Regions from separate parts of the Nomascus leucogenys genome. Here region 2 is linked to region 1. Evidence: chromatin contacts called from public Hi-C data. All regions are on one chromosome and are shown on one strand. Each heading gives the region's core, a stretch centred on a gene start, on an enhancer-like site or on the middle of the called end of the contact. The rest is flanking DNA. Distances are from core to core; before and after follow the strand shown. Region 1 overlaps EXOSC2 (exosome complex component RRP4). Region 2 holds the start of FIBCD1 (fibrinogen C domain-containing protein 1).

Region 1 (7,143 bases), core at 788-3,287:
CTTGTTAGTCATCTATATGGCAGAGTTGGGTAGCTAGCAGTTGAGTAGGATTTGGAATTCAGGAGACTGGCACAGTCACAGCACAGAGTGGTGTTTTAAAGGTATTAGATTGAGTGGCCGAAAAGTGAAGAGTTCTGAGGACTTAGCCTCAGCACCGAGTACGTCTCATTAGAATCACGGATAAGGAACTAGCAAAGGGGCTTGAGAGGAGCAGGCAGTGAGTGAGTGGAGGAGACATGAGCAGACTCGTGTGGTTGGCGTCCTGGCTCAGATTTCCTTTCTCTTCCTTTGGCTGGTGCAGAACTCATCCATGTGCCACAGGAAAATAGTCCATGTTTTCCATTGTCGTGTAATCGAACAAAATAGGGGTTTTTGGCTAAATGAACTACTTGGAATAGTGATATGTCTAAGGATAGTTAATGGAGACTTTATACGTGGAGGAATGTTTGAAGTTAGCAATTTCTGAAAATAAGTCCAGACACTATAGTTACATGAATTTGCTGAATGTGGCGCCTATTCCAGGCTTTCACCCTGTTGAACTGACATCTCAAATGGTGTGTGGTCTTGTCAGAAAGTCTGCTCACAGATGGATGAATCCCTTGTGTTTTATCTTTCAGATACATTGGTGAAGTAGGAGACATTGTAGTGGGACGAATCACAGAGGTAACGTCGATACCAGTTTGGTGTTTACAAAGTCGAGGCAGGCTGGCGATTTCATTCATGGGACAGTCATTCCACTTGTAGTTAATGAAAAAGGCATTCATTGCATTTGGCTATTGTGTGGCCTCTGATGTAAATATGTGACTTGTTCGATTTCAGATTACCGGTTAATTTTTTTTTTGTTTGTTTGAGATGGGGTCTTGCTGTATCACCCAGGCTGGAGTGCAGTGGCGCGATCTTGGCTCACTGCAACCTCCACCTCCCGGGTTCAAGCGATTCTCCTGTCTCAGCCTCCCAAGTAGCTGGGATTACAGGCACTTGCCACCACGCCTGGCTAATTTTTGTATTTTTAGTAGAGATGGGGTTTCATCATACTGATCAGGCTGGTCTCGAACTCCTGACCTCAAATGATCCACCAGCTTCGGCCTCCCAAAGTGCTGGGATTACAGGCGTGAGCCACCGTGTCCGGCCTTACTGGTTATTTATGATATGAACTCCTGTCCCTGGAGCATGTGTCCAAGTGTGGAACTTGGCTTATAGGTTCAACAGAAGAGGTGGAAGGTGGAGACCAACTCCAGGCTGGATTCAGTCTTGCTGCTCTCATCCATGAACCTTCCTGGAGGAGAGCTGGTAAGGGCTACAGCTGGGGCCATGGACTAGGGCCCAGTGGGCTGGGGGGAGCCGTGGGACCCTTTGTTCCACCAGAGGACTTTGCTTTACACTGAGGTTGCCCCTTTGACTCCTGTTTGTCTGTTGTGAAGTTTGCTGCCCCAATGTGTATGTAGACTGTTCACCCTGTCCAGGTCTCCCGAAAGAGGGAGCAGTTGGCATATAATAGGATCAGAAACATCCATGGGGTGGGATCCCAACAGAGAGTTGGGGAGAGAAGCCCTTAGATGCTAGTTGTTAATAGTTTTCCTTTTCAGACATATCAGCCTTGCACAGTGAAGATGTTCCTTGAAAAGTTGTCTTTACATTAGTTTTTTGTGAATTGAAAGGCATTTGGTTATTCCAGACAACCACAGTAACCAAGCCACAGCCTTTTGTAAAATGCCATGGTTCAGCTTTATCTTCAGTCCAGCATGTATTTGCAGAGAGGCTTACTGTGCCAAGCTCTGTGCCGAGTGCCAAGCGCTGTGCCGAGTGCCAAGCACGACTGAGTTCCCCAGCAGGGGATATAAGATAACTGACCTAGTCCCTGGCAGTAGAATAAATAAGCTGTGGTTATACAAAAGGAGATTTCAGTGAGAGAAGCTCGTAGGAAAGACAGGCATTGGAGTTGATCCTGGAAGGATGGAGAGACGTTAAATGACTAGTTCAGGGAATCTGAGATAGAGGGAAATGTGTGAGCAGAGATATATCCAAGCAGGAGTTAGTCTGGTCCTGCTGGACTGCAGAGGGCTGTCATGGAAGATGAGTATGGAAATGTTGGCTGGGTGAGATTGGGAGGGGTGTAAATGTTGCTCAGAGAAGGGAGGGAAAGAGGAAGAGAAGAGGAGCTGTGGAAAAGTCTTTTGAGATGAAAAGTCGTGATTATCACTGATTGCCCTCAAGTGGCTTGGGTTACCTACTCCTGCTATAGTTCTCAGTGCTTGAATATTGTGGTTGGCCTCAAAAATCTCAAAAGGAAGTGAAAGAGAAAGAAGTGATGGAGACCTTTCTGAGGATCTGGCTTAAGTAATGTCATTTCTTTGTGTATTTCAGAGGAGAAGATCTGCAGAAGATGAGCTTGCAATGAGAGGTTTCTTACAGGAAGGGGACCTTATCAGTGTATCCTGCGCTTTGCACTCCAGCCTCTTGATGCTTTTCTATGGGACTGGGAAGTGGGCCTTCCATTGTATGTCTCTGACTGAAGAACCGTGTCATCCTTGCAGGGATCCGAGTCTTAGACCAAGTGTCGGGCTCTGCTGCATCCTTTCTCAGTCTCCTTAATTCAGGCTGACTCCCCAGCTCTTGTTCGGACCTGCTGCTAAGTCATTTCTTTGGGTCTTGTAACTTACGGTGGCCTGTGCTTTAGGCTAGGCTTTTGTTAATGATGTTAACTTTTAGCGCAGGGAGTGGAAAAGGTGTTCACGTCAAGACATTAATGACAGGCCGAGTGTGGTGGCTCATGCCTGTAATCCCAGCGCTTTGGAAGGCCAAGGAGGGAGGATTGCTTGAGCCAAGAGTTCAAGACCAGCCTGGGCAACATAGCAAGACCCCCCTCTCTACAAAAAAATCAAAATTAGCCAGGCCTGGTGGCACATGCCTGTAGTCCTAGCTACTCAGGAGGCTGGGGCCAGAGGGTTGCTTGAGCCCAGGAGCTCAAGGCTACAGTAAGCTATGATCACACCACTGTGTTCCAGCTTGGGTGACAGAGCAAGACTCTGTCTCTATTTTATCTTTTTAAAAATTATTATTATTTTTTTTTAAATGACGGAGTCTTGCTCTGTTGCCCAGACTGGAGTGCAGTGGTGCAATCTTGGCTCACTGCAACCTCCGCCTCCCAGATTCAAGCGATTCTGCCTTAGCCTCCCAAATAGCTAGGATTACAGGCGTGCGTCATGCCTGGCTAATTTTTGTATTTTTAGGAGAGACAGGTTTCACCATATTGGCCAGGCTGGTCTCGAACTCCTGACCTCAGGTGATCTGCCCACCTCGGCCTCCCAAAGTGCTGGGATTACAGGCATGAGCCACTATGCCTGGCCTCTGTCTTTTATTTATTTATTTACTTATTTTGGAGACAGAGTTTCACTCTTGTTGCCCAGGCTGGAGTGCAATGGTGCGATCTTGGCTCACTGCAACCTCTGCCTCCCAGGTTCAAGCGATTCTCCTGCCCCAGCCTCCCGAGTAGCTGGGATTACAGTCATGCGCCACTACGCCCGACTAATTTTGTATTTTTAGTAGAGACGGGGTTTCTCCATGTTGGTCAGGCTGGTCTAGAACTCCTGATCTCAGGTGATCCACCCACCTCAGCCTTCCAAAGTGCTGGGATTACAGATGTGAGCCACCGCACCTGGCCTTCTGTCTCTTATTTTTTAAAAAAAGATATTCATGACAACCAAGGGGAGAGGTGAGTTCACAGTGACGTCCTCTGGGTCTAAGATTGTTGAGCCTGGACCATTGGAGAGGGGAGGAAAAGATGGAGGTGTGGGGTCAAGGGGCAGAGGCTGCAGAGGACAGGGCAGTGTGTGGCCGAGGCTGCTGTTTGTTCCTTCATCACCCTGGCCAGGCTGAGGTCCAGGCAGTGTTCTCTGACGGAGCTGTCTCTCTGCACACGAGGAGCCTGAAATATGGAAAAGTAAGTCGGGCTCTTGATGTTCCTGTTTGCTGACTGAGACTACAAGGCTATTTCTGAATCCCCATAGCTCTCTGGAATTCTGGCCTAAAGAACCCCAGTAGCTAAGCATTAATAGAGGCTGGCATCCCACAAACTGATCGTGTTCCTTAAACGTAACATCAGGAAGGTCAGGGTTCACAGGGTCATGGGTCAGTAGCCTTGTAAAGAACAAGTTTTATCCGTTTTCTCCAAGGAGACTGACTTCCACCAGAAGAGCCCCTCCAACTGTGGGCTGGGAGGCGCAGCTGTCTCTCTTCCTCCAGGGGGCGCTGCAACTCAGCACTGGGGCTGAGGCTGTCCTGGGAACAAAGGCAGGCTGGGCCTGGTTAAACAGCCCTTAGACGAACGTCCAATCAGTCCAGTGGATGTTATTACTGGCAAAGCTTGCCCTGTCATCTGAGCCTCTAAATGGAATTTCACTGCTTTTCTTATACGAAGTTGCATTATTGAAGCTATTATTTTAAGGAGAGCATACTTCCTAAAACAAATTAGGATTTACTAGTCTCTTAGCTTTATCTGGGTGAAGATTTTTATTTTCTGAGCGGAACAAAAACCTCTTCCCTTAATGGAGTGGCTGCAGCCAGCCACGTTGATGTACCTGGAGTAGGCAGAGGACTGCTGCAGTATGCTGACTTTCACAACCCTGGGTCCTGCGGACTCGCCCTTGGCAGGACGTGGACTTAAGCTGTCCTGCCAGGACCAGACATGGATTTGCACCCATCTCCAGCCATCTCCTTACCTACCCAGAGGCACACATCTCACAGGCAAGATGAGTGGGGTTCAGGTATGAGCTAGGGTCATGGAACAACGCAGTGCTCCTCGGCCAGCAGGAGGCTCCAGCTCACTTCCTCATTGGCTTCAGCTTCTCTAATGTCTGGCACATGAGTTCTGGCTTACAGTGCAAGGAAGACTGCAAAGGGAAGTGACAGAGAAGAGTATCAAAAGTCACCTTCTGCTGGGATGTATGAATAGCCTCTGAGTCCCAAAGTGTTCTCTGCAAAAATGTGTACTATGTGTATGCATGTAGGCGACAGCAATTGTAAACAGGAAGGACACCAATTTGAATATACTTAGGATGTGTATTCTGCAGTCTCCTTTTCATTCATCCCACTGATCCTGCAGTGACCTAGCTTTGTGATATATTTCTTTAGCTAGGTCAGGGGGTTTTGGTCCAGGTTTCCCCCTCCCTGGTGAAACGGCAGAAGACCCACTTTCATGATTTGCCATGTGGTGCCTCAGTGATTCTCGGCAACAATGGCTTCATCTGGATTTACCCAACACCTGAGCACAAAGAAGAGGAAGCAGGGGGCTTCATTGCAAACCTGGAGGTGAGCAAACACTGTGGCCATTGTCAGTGGGATGGAGGGGGCTCAGTCTTTGCTGTGTTTTTGTGGCCAGTGAAGTTGGTTGTTTTTAGCCATATTACTGCTGTAGGCTGAGTCACTGACTTTCCATCAAGGTGTGTTCATGAACCCCATATTATCTTCTCTCTTCTAAGGAGATGAACTCAGTGAATGGTTTGATGTTTGTTGGTGGAGATGGCAAAGTTGCAGGGTAATAGCCGAAGAGCCAGTGAAGAAGCCATTCTTTTTCTGTTTTGTTTGTTTTGTTTTGTTTTGAGACAGAGTCTTGCTCTGTCACCCAGGCTGGAGTGCAGTGGTGCCATCTCGGCTCACTGCCAGCTCCGCCTCCTGGGTTCAAGTGATTCTCCTGCCTCAGCCTCCCGAGTAGCTGGGATTACAGGTGTGCCCCACCATGCTCTCCTAATTTTTGTATTTTTAGTAGAGATGGGGTTTCACCATGTTGGTCAGGCTGGTCTCGAATTCCTGACCTTGTGATCCACCCGCCTTGGCCTCCCAAAGTGCTGGGATTACAGGCATGAGACACTGCGCCCTGCCCCATTCCTTTTAATCTCCCTTGGAGTTAGCTGTTTGGTTGATTTGGAGTTCTGGGGTAATATTGTCTGAGTCATAAATGATTTATCTGTTAATTTCTGTGGCTGGTCATGTATTTTGATCCTGTTTATATTTCTCTTCCCTTCTCTGTGTCTCCTTATAGCCTGTCTCTCTTGCTGATCGAGAGGTGATATCCCGGCTTCGGAACTGCATCATCTCGCTGGTAACTCAGAGGATGATGCTGTATGATACCAGCATCCTGTACTGCTATGAAGCATCCCTTCCACATCAGGTACTCTCCGCAGGGCCTCTCCCTTCTTCACTGATCTGTGAGCCGCTCTGTTGTTTGTTCAGAGACAATATGCACGTATCCCCAATACTTTCCCAGCATCCGTCAGTATGAACTGGTCTGAAACAGCCTTAATGAGTGTCTGGTAGATCTTTCCCTAAGATACTTGCAATATTCTCAATGCCTAGTGTCAGTCTAAGGATTTTGGGGCTGGAGGTGTCAGGTGGGACTAGTTTATGAGAGCAGCCTCTGGACTGCATCTTACCTATCCCAAATTTCAGCCAGCTTTTGGATGAATGTCAGAATACTATTTTTGTTCTTGTCGGCTATATCCCAGAGAATCTTGCTGATTTATTAGGCTGCTTCTAGCAGATCATATCTTGTAACGCTTAGTCTCTGAGACATGAAAGGAATACAGAAAGTTTATGTTAACGGCTTGATTTATGTTTGGATTGGCTTGGTGGTCTGTTTATGGTTGGTTTCTTTTCTGAACAAATGCCTTTTCGCTTTTTCAGATCAAAGACATCTTAAAGCCAGAAATAATGGAGGAGATTGTGATGGAAACACGCCAGAGGCTTTTAGAACAGGAGGGTTAAGGAGGCGCTCCAGAAGGACAGGACTGTGGACCTTGCAGGAGTGAAGACTGTGATGTGTGGTCCCCATATGTGGCTCAGCAAAGACTCGAGAGAGCATCCCTTTGTCTGCATTGACGGCCCTGTGACTGCCTCCAGCCCACAGGCCTGCTTTCTCCTGTCCTAACACCAAGCCTGGGTGGCAGATGAACGGTGCTTCCTTGGGTTCCCTATTCCATTAGGGAATAGTTTCAGCTCTTTCAAAGTGCACAGTGTTCCAGTCGAATGGACTCCCATCCTGGAATAATATGGAGAATCCTTTGTCTTCCACTCAACTGTCATTCACAAGGCACAGTGCCCCGTGAAATTGCCCCAATAGAAAACATGGCATCCCTGACCTCCAAATGG
Region 2 (7,087 bases), core at 2,485-4,984, 230 kb after region 1:
GTCCTTCAGGACCTCCGGACCTGGGCTATACCCACTCGCAGTGGGTGCTTTCGGTGCCCTGACAACCACACAGCCTGGACACTGGAGTCCCAACTGGGGCTGAGTGGGCTGAACCAAGAAAGGGCGGCCAGCCTCTCTTCCTTCCATCCTCCCGCAGAGGCCCTTGTCTGCTGTCCAAGAAGACCCAGGTTCGAGTCCCAGCTCCAGCTCTTAGTCTCAGTTTCCTCATCTGTCAAATGGGTTCATCATCCCTGCCACCAAGCTCCTAGGGTGGCTGTGACTAAGAAACGAGAGGTATGGCCTGTGACCTACTGGTGCTTGGAGTGCCGAGTCGGCATTATGCTCCCAGAGGAAAATCCCCCATTAAAGAGCCTTGGCCAGGCCCCTCTGGGAAGAGCCAGATGTTCAGATGGCGTTTCCTGTTAGGCAGAGAGGAGACCGGGACACAGCCAGCCTGTGGAGGGGACAGGCTGCTGAGAGGCATCCTCCTCATGAGGACACAGTGCTTTACAGTTTGCAAAACACACCAGTATTTCACGTGGCCCCCATAACAGCCCTTGTGAAATGAGGAGGAAGCGAAGACTCTGCTGTTCCACTTTACAGATGGTGAAGCCCAGGCCCAGAGAGGGGGAGTAACTTACCCAGAGCCACACAGCATGTCAGTGGGTGAGACGAACCTGGCCACAAGGGAGGAGAGAGGGCTGGCCCAGGGGAGGGCAGGCCCAAGGGAACCAGGGCAAGCAGCGCTCTATCTTTCTTCTGACGGTGGCCACAGGAAAGGCCTTGCCTCTTGTCTGAAGCTTCAAACAAGCCCAGAGCTGGCACAGGGAACAGCCTGTCTACATGCTGGGTCACCAAACGGGCGGGGAGGGGAGGCGGGTGCTTGCTATTGGCCCAGGCTCCTGGAGCAACAGCCCTCGAGCTTCCTCCAATGCCAAGGGGCAGACAGCTGGGCTGTGTGGGGGCTGAAAGCTGTGCCCCCAGGGAGCAGCAGAGAAAGGCGGGGCAGGCCCGGAGGCCTTGAAGCCACATTTCAAACACATTCCCCAGAAGGCACCTCCCCTTGAGACAGACCAGTGCCTGCTGGCCGTCTCCTGAGGCTCTTCCTGGCTGAAGCATCACGCAGTTCCATTCAGCAAACACTCTCAATGCCTGACCTAAGCTGCCTGGAAGGAATGGAGCTTGGGCCCAGGGAGAGACCCAGAGATGGGCTCCAGAGGAGGGTGTGTCCAAAGGGATCTCCTGATGCAGGAGGGGCCCAGGACAAGGCAGCTGAGCGGCACAGGCTAAACACTACTAGAACTTAAGAGACACAGCCACAGAGCATCAGGGAAGGCTTCCTGGAGGAGATGGCAGCATTTGAGCTGGGTTTTGAGTATATGTAGGGTATCCCTGAGTGAAGGGGTGTGTGTGTGTGCGTGTGTGTGTGTGTGTCAGGCTGGGGAAGCAAACAAGATGACACAGAAAAGATCTGGAAATGCAGCGGCGTGGTGTGGGGCCCAGGGTGGGCAAATAACAAACAGTCACTGCCTGTAAGGGACCAATGCGAAGGCACAGTATGCCAGGCTAGGGATGGCCTTGGAGGACAGGTCTAGAAGTTAAGACAGTTCTTGCTAAGGGGGAGAAGTCAGATCTCAGCAGGAGGGGACTTGTTATTTGGGGGTGGCTTAGGTGCAGACCTGACCTAAAAGAGGGGCCCGACCACCCCTGAGAAGCAGTGGGCTAGGTGTGTGGTTAGACCAGGGTTCGAATCCCCACTCTCTTGCCAACGTGCTGTGTGACTTGGGCATGTTCCCAACCTCTCTGACCCCTGGTCTGTGATGTGGGAACGCACTGGCCCCCAGCCTGCTTGGAGAAATGAGGTAGTGCCGACGAATGGGAAGGGGCTTTGCAAACCGTAGAGGGCTGGGACCTTGTGCCACGGCAGTGTCACACCAGGAAGAATGAGCAGGCTGCAGCTCCTGAGAGGAAGGGACCACCAAGGGCTGCCCGAGCCGCCCCCTCCTGCAGCTGCAAGCACGAACTGTTCTTTCCCCAATGACATCTGTCTGGGAGAAATTTAAAATTTAAAATGGGCAGCCCTATTCTTTCCTCTCCTTGGTGAGCGAGAGGCCTCCTCGTTTTCTCCTGCCTGTCCCAGTCCCTTGGCAGCCCAGCCCGGGGCAGCCCTGGGGCTCCCCTCTGCCTCGGCTTCCGGACTCCAGCCCCCTTGCTGGCCAGCCCAGGTGCTCTCCCCTCACCCGCTTCCACCGCACAGCCCTGGGCACCCTCCAAGCCCCACCTCCACTGCCCCTGAAGAGGCAGGAGGAAGGGAGGAATGAATCAGCCCTGGAGCACACAGACAAGGGTTCAAATCCCGGCAGAGCTGCGTGGCCTCAGGCAGGAGCCAACCATCTCTGAGCCCTGCTTTCCTTGTCTTAAAGTCAGAAAATCACAATACCCAGCGTTCCTGTAGGAGATGAATCTTTATTGATCCTCTGCTGTATGCAGGGCCCTGGCTAAAGAGGGAAGGATGCAGAGGAGATTCAGGGGGTCAGGTTCAGGACCAGGTGCCTGGCACAGGGTAGCGCCCAGAGTGGAGATTTTGTGGGTAGTTAAGATGCCGATTGTAGAGGTGAGGAAACGGGGACTCAGCAAGGGGGCTGATTTGTCTGTGGACACACGGCGAACTGTAAGTCCCCGCCTCCCTCTGCACCAGCGTGCACCAGGGGGCCGCTGGGGGTGCGGGGACGCGGGAGACCTGGCCCGCAGCGCGCGTGGCTCCTGCAGGGGTGCCGCCCCCACCGAACCTCGAGTTCAAGCCTCGGCTAGGGGAGGAGGAGAGGAGGGTCCCCATCCCGGTCCGGGCCTCCGGAGCCTCGAAGGGGTGCGCCGCAAACTCCAGCCCCCGCAATGGGTGCCCGCCCCGCCGGCCCGAGCGGCCACCGCCTGGCCAGCCGCCCAGGCTCCGTGTCCCAGCGCCCGAGCGTACCTGCGGCTTGTCGCGCGGCCGGTCCTCAAGTTGGGCAGCGCCGCCCATGGTCTTCCACCGGTCGTTGACCATCTTCCGGCAGGACTGGCGGGGACGCCGGGCGAGGCGCGCCGCTGAGGAGCGCAAAGGCGGCGGGGTGGGCGCGGGCTCGGGGCGCGCTCTGTCCGCCGGGTCCCCGCCTCTGTGCCCCGCGCCGGGGCGGCCCGGGAGCTGGCGGGCGTGTGCGGATGAGCGCGCCGCTGTGTGCGGGCGGGAGCAGGAGCGGGAGCGCGAAAGCCGCCAGCCCAACGCCCGCCGCTCGCGCTGCGCGCCGTCCCCGCTCCCGGCTCCCGCGCCTCCCTGGCGCGCTCCTCTCCCTCCTCCCTCGTCCCTCCTCCCTCCTTCTCAATCTCCGCATCTTTTCTGGTCTCGGACTCTCTTTGCTTTTTATTGCTCCCCTCGGCCTCCCCCGACACACTAACACACCCGCGCGCGCTCACACACGCGGACTTGGATACTGAACTCCGCCTCCGAAAAGGCCAAGGGAAAGGAGGCCGAACTGGCCCCCAGATACCGCGGCCGGCCGGAGGGCAGCAAACAGCCGCGGGCGGCCCGGCTCCTGCTGGCTCCCGGAGGGGCCTGAGAGCCCCCCGGCGGCGCCTCTGCACAAACTTCCTCCCGGGCGGGACTCGCACAACTCACTAGGCGCGGGGCGGGCCCCGAGGGCGCCCCCGCTGGGCGGTTCGGCGTCTCCGGGGAGTGGCGCGGCGCTCCTTCCGGCTCCCTCCCGGCTCAGGACGCAGGGCTCGCCCCAAGACCCAGGCAGTTTCGGTGGGGTGCGCCCCCTGCGGGCCCCCGAGGTCTGGGTCCAGGTCCCCGGGCAAGTGCGCCCAGCTGTGGGGTCTCCAGCCCCCGGGGACCTCCCTGCTCCGATCCCCGACGCGCGAGCCTGGTCTTGGGGTCGTCCCAGTCCGCGTCCGCAGACCCGTGCCCTCGCGCCGGCGGTCGGAGAGCCCACCCGACGCCCCCCTGCCTGGGCGGCCCGTGGGCGAAATGGGGGTCCCCACCACTGCCACAGCCGCGGGCGCTGCGGTCGCGAGTACCAGCCGCTCCGCGCTCCCCGGCGCGCCCCGCGCGGTCCCAGCCCCCGCCTTCTCCTCCGCCGGGAGGGGATTTGTGCCGGGAGGGGTCTTCTTAGTTGCCCCTTCCCACCAGCAGCACTTTTAAAAGCATTTAATCGGCCCGGAGCGGCCTTCGGAGGTAATTGACAAAGTCCTTAATCTGCACGGCGAACGAGCTGCTATTGTAGCTTCCGACCGGGAGGCGCCCACACTGCCCGACGCCGGGCTCCCCTCCCGCCGCCCTGCCGAGCCCGCCGGCCGCCCCTCCTCCGCCCCTTTCTGCGGCCCTGTCTTTTTCTGCTCCCCCAGCTCCAGACAGACACCCCCGTTCCCCGCCCCCGCTTCTCCCCAAAGCTGTTTTCCGGCTCCCGGGGCGCCTTGGCCGCCGCGCTGTTCCCTGGCACCGTCTCCGTCTCTCCCCCACTGGCTGCCAGTCTGTCGCCCCATCTTCGTCCCTCTCCCGATCCCTCTGCGCGTCCGGCACTGGCGGGACAGACTGGCTGGGGGTGGGGGCCGCGTCCAGCCTGGGCTGGGGCACTCCTTGGGCCCCGGAGCAGGGGACCCTGTGGCCCGGTGCCATCCGAGGAGACTGCCACCCGCCAGGCGCTGGGTTCACAAACCACCAGCTGTTTGTCCCCAGCCGCCTTTTCCTTCCAGGACGACCGCTGGCCTCACCTGCGGCCCGATCCCGGCTTCCTGGACTGAGGCGGCCCGGGAGTTGGAGAGGATCCCACGGCAATGGCTGGGAGTCAGGAGACCCAGGTTCCAATCTCTGGCCTCTGGCTCTTTCTCGCCCCCCGGCCTTTCCTATGAATTAAGAGGGTCAGCAGGTGATCTGGAGGGCCTTCAGACTTGGGAAGAAGGATGTGGTGGAGGGCACAGGGCCCTGGCTGTGTGGCTGAGGGCAAGCAACATACCTCTCCGAGCCTCAGTTTCCCCATGTAAGCCAAAGGGTTAACCGCACACGCTTCAGAAGGGCTCTGCCACAGTGCATCACAGCACCTGAGCAGGGCAAGGCTCAGATGTTCCTGCTGTGACCTTGGGCAGATTCCACGTCATCCCCAAGCCTCAGTTTCCTCGTAAACAAGGACTTGCCTATTGGTGGGGAGTGGCGAGGTTTGCAGGCCCTTGTGCAGTTACAGGCACAAAGCAGGCAGGTGGCAGAAACGCAAGGCTCTGATTCCACATTTTGGGGAGAGGATGTAAACTCCAGACGCATTTGTGCACAGATAAAAGATCACCCTGGGGGTGGAGCGGGGGTGCCGGGCTGAACTGAGAACCCAAGGGAGGGGTGCTGAGGACCAACGGAGGAGGTCTTGGAGGTGTGCCTAGAGCAGTCAGGGAGGCACCCTGGGATGGAGGGGTGTGAGCCCGCCCCCAAGGCCCATGAAGGCAGCATCCAGACGTCTGGGTGCTGAGGGAAAGGCATTTCCAATGGCGGGGCCGCAGAAGGGAAGGCGGAGCTCGGGGAGTGACCCGCGCGCACCTGGGCAGGTGCAAACCGGAGGACCGGAGGACGCTCTGGAGGATCGCCGCCCAGGCCTGCAGAAGCGCGGTTGGACAGGTGAGCGGGGGCCACCTAGCGGCTCCTCCTGGGAGTGTTGGAGGAGGTTGGAGGTTGAATCATCTCACCTGCTCAGCCACAGGTTCAGCCTGCGGGAGTGCCTTACGTGTGTGTCTTTGGGAGCGGGCCTCACTCTGTCACCCCCTCTGTGCTGACGCCTCTGCTCAACACCCAAGGAGAAGGGTCAGCCGTGATGCAGGACCGGCATGAGCCTGCAGGCGTCTGCTCAGCGCTTTACACACTGCACTCAGCGGACACACTTAGGACATCGTTCTGGAAGAAGGGAGGACCGCCCCCATTCACTGGAGCCTCCGAATTGGTGGACAGGAATAAAATGGAAGTGGATCCCTGAAGCCAGTGCTGACCCACAGCCAACATCTGTGCGAGGGAAAGGGCAGCCGACCCCACAGAGCAGACAGGCCCTCCACCCTCGGATTTCCCTTTGACAAGGCTGATGGCCACAGAGCGCTGGGGGCGAGCTTGGCTGTGCTCAGCAGATGGGACAGGACAGAATCAGGGCTTTCCAGCCAGCCCAAGACTGAGCATTCCTTGCCAGGGACAAGCCAGCACCTCAGGGTGCCAGAACACAGGACCGGGAGGCTGCATGGGATTAGACTCGAGGTTGCCTGGTAACTTGTTCACTCTCTGCGTATCCCCTCACCTCCCTCTGTCTGGCTCACCAATTCTGCCTGTTCCTACTTTGCCTTTCCAAGGCCACCTGGTTATGATGGCCCCACCAATGGGCAACTCCTATCTAGGACTGAACCAGGCATATCAATCATAGGTGGCAGATGGCCAAAGAAGCTGTCCTTGGTCAGGTACCAACCCATCAGACCTTGGTCAGGTCCAATGTGGGGTCATGGCTGCTGGGGTCCTAATGCAGGACCCCTCCCTTAGCAGGGAGTGGGTGCAGGGCAGGCAGTATGGCAACATGGGAGGGGTGGAAAGAAGAGTCCATGGGGAGACAAGGATGAGCAGCAAGGGCCATAGGGGGACAACATTCAGGGTGCCAGCCATGACCAACAGCCACCTGTTGGCAGCACCCTCACGCTCAGCCCTGTGCTGGGCACCTCATATCCTCCCAGCCCCCTAATAAGTGGGTACTATTGTCCCCATTTTTTGGATGAGGAAACTGATTCAGAAAGGTAAATTACATGACCTGGGTAATTGTGTAATTAATAAGATGATACGATCAATATGGGGCCAGGCACAGTGGCTCACACCCGTAATTCTAGCACTTTGGGAGACGGAGGTGGGTAGATCATCTGAGATCAGGAGTTCGAGACCAGCTTGGCCAGCATGGTGATACCCCATCTCTACTAAAAATACAAAAGTAGCAGGTGTGGTGGTGTACTCCTGTAATCCCAGCTACTCCAAAGGCTGAGGCAGGAGAATCGCTTAGAACCTGGGAGGCAGAGGTTGCAGTGAGCTGAGATCGTGCCACTGCACTCC

The links. A called contact is a pair of places that touch in the nucleus more often than the background predicts.
Region 2: a Hi-C map of an unstated tissue shows a contact between it and region 1, with 3 times the contacts expected there. The contact joins the promoter of FIBCD1 here to the enhancer-like site in region 1. A contact is called at or near these places in 2 of 4 Hi-C or Micro-C datasets (a lymphoblastoid cell line and an unstated tissue).

The regions. Positions count from the first base shown.
Region 1 is chr8:106,822,309-106,829,451 of Asia_NLE_v1, forward strand. It overlaps EXOSC2 (exosome complex component RRP4), which reads left to right. Exons shown (of 9, transcript XM_003276737.4): 3 at 618-663; 4 at 1,201-1,290; 5 at 2,365-2,430; 6 at 3,872-3,940; 7 at 5,131-5,307; 8 at 6,038-6,166; 9 at 6,679-7,143. The coding sequence ends at 6,759. Among named protein-coding and RNA genes, the nearest start is that of EXOSC2, 6.8 kb to the left of the region's middle. Within about 2 kb of position 2,038, the one cell type or tissue checked has an H3K27ac peak away from gene starts, as active enhancers do. A contact at or near this core is called in a lymphoblastoid cell line, where this site is marked.
Region 2 is chr8:107,054,119-107,061,205 of Asia_NLE_v1, forward strand. FIBCD1 (fibrinogen C domain-containing protein 1) reads right to left here and starts at 3,735. Exons shown (of 8, transcript XM_030818048.1): 1 at 3,653-3,735; 2 at 2,972-3,084. The coding sequence starts at 3,043.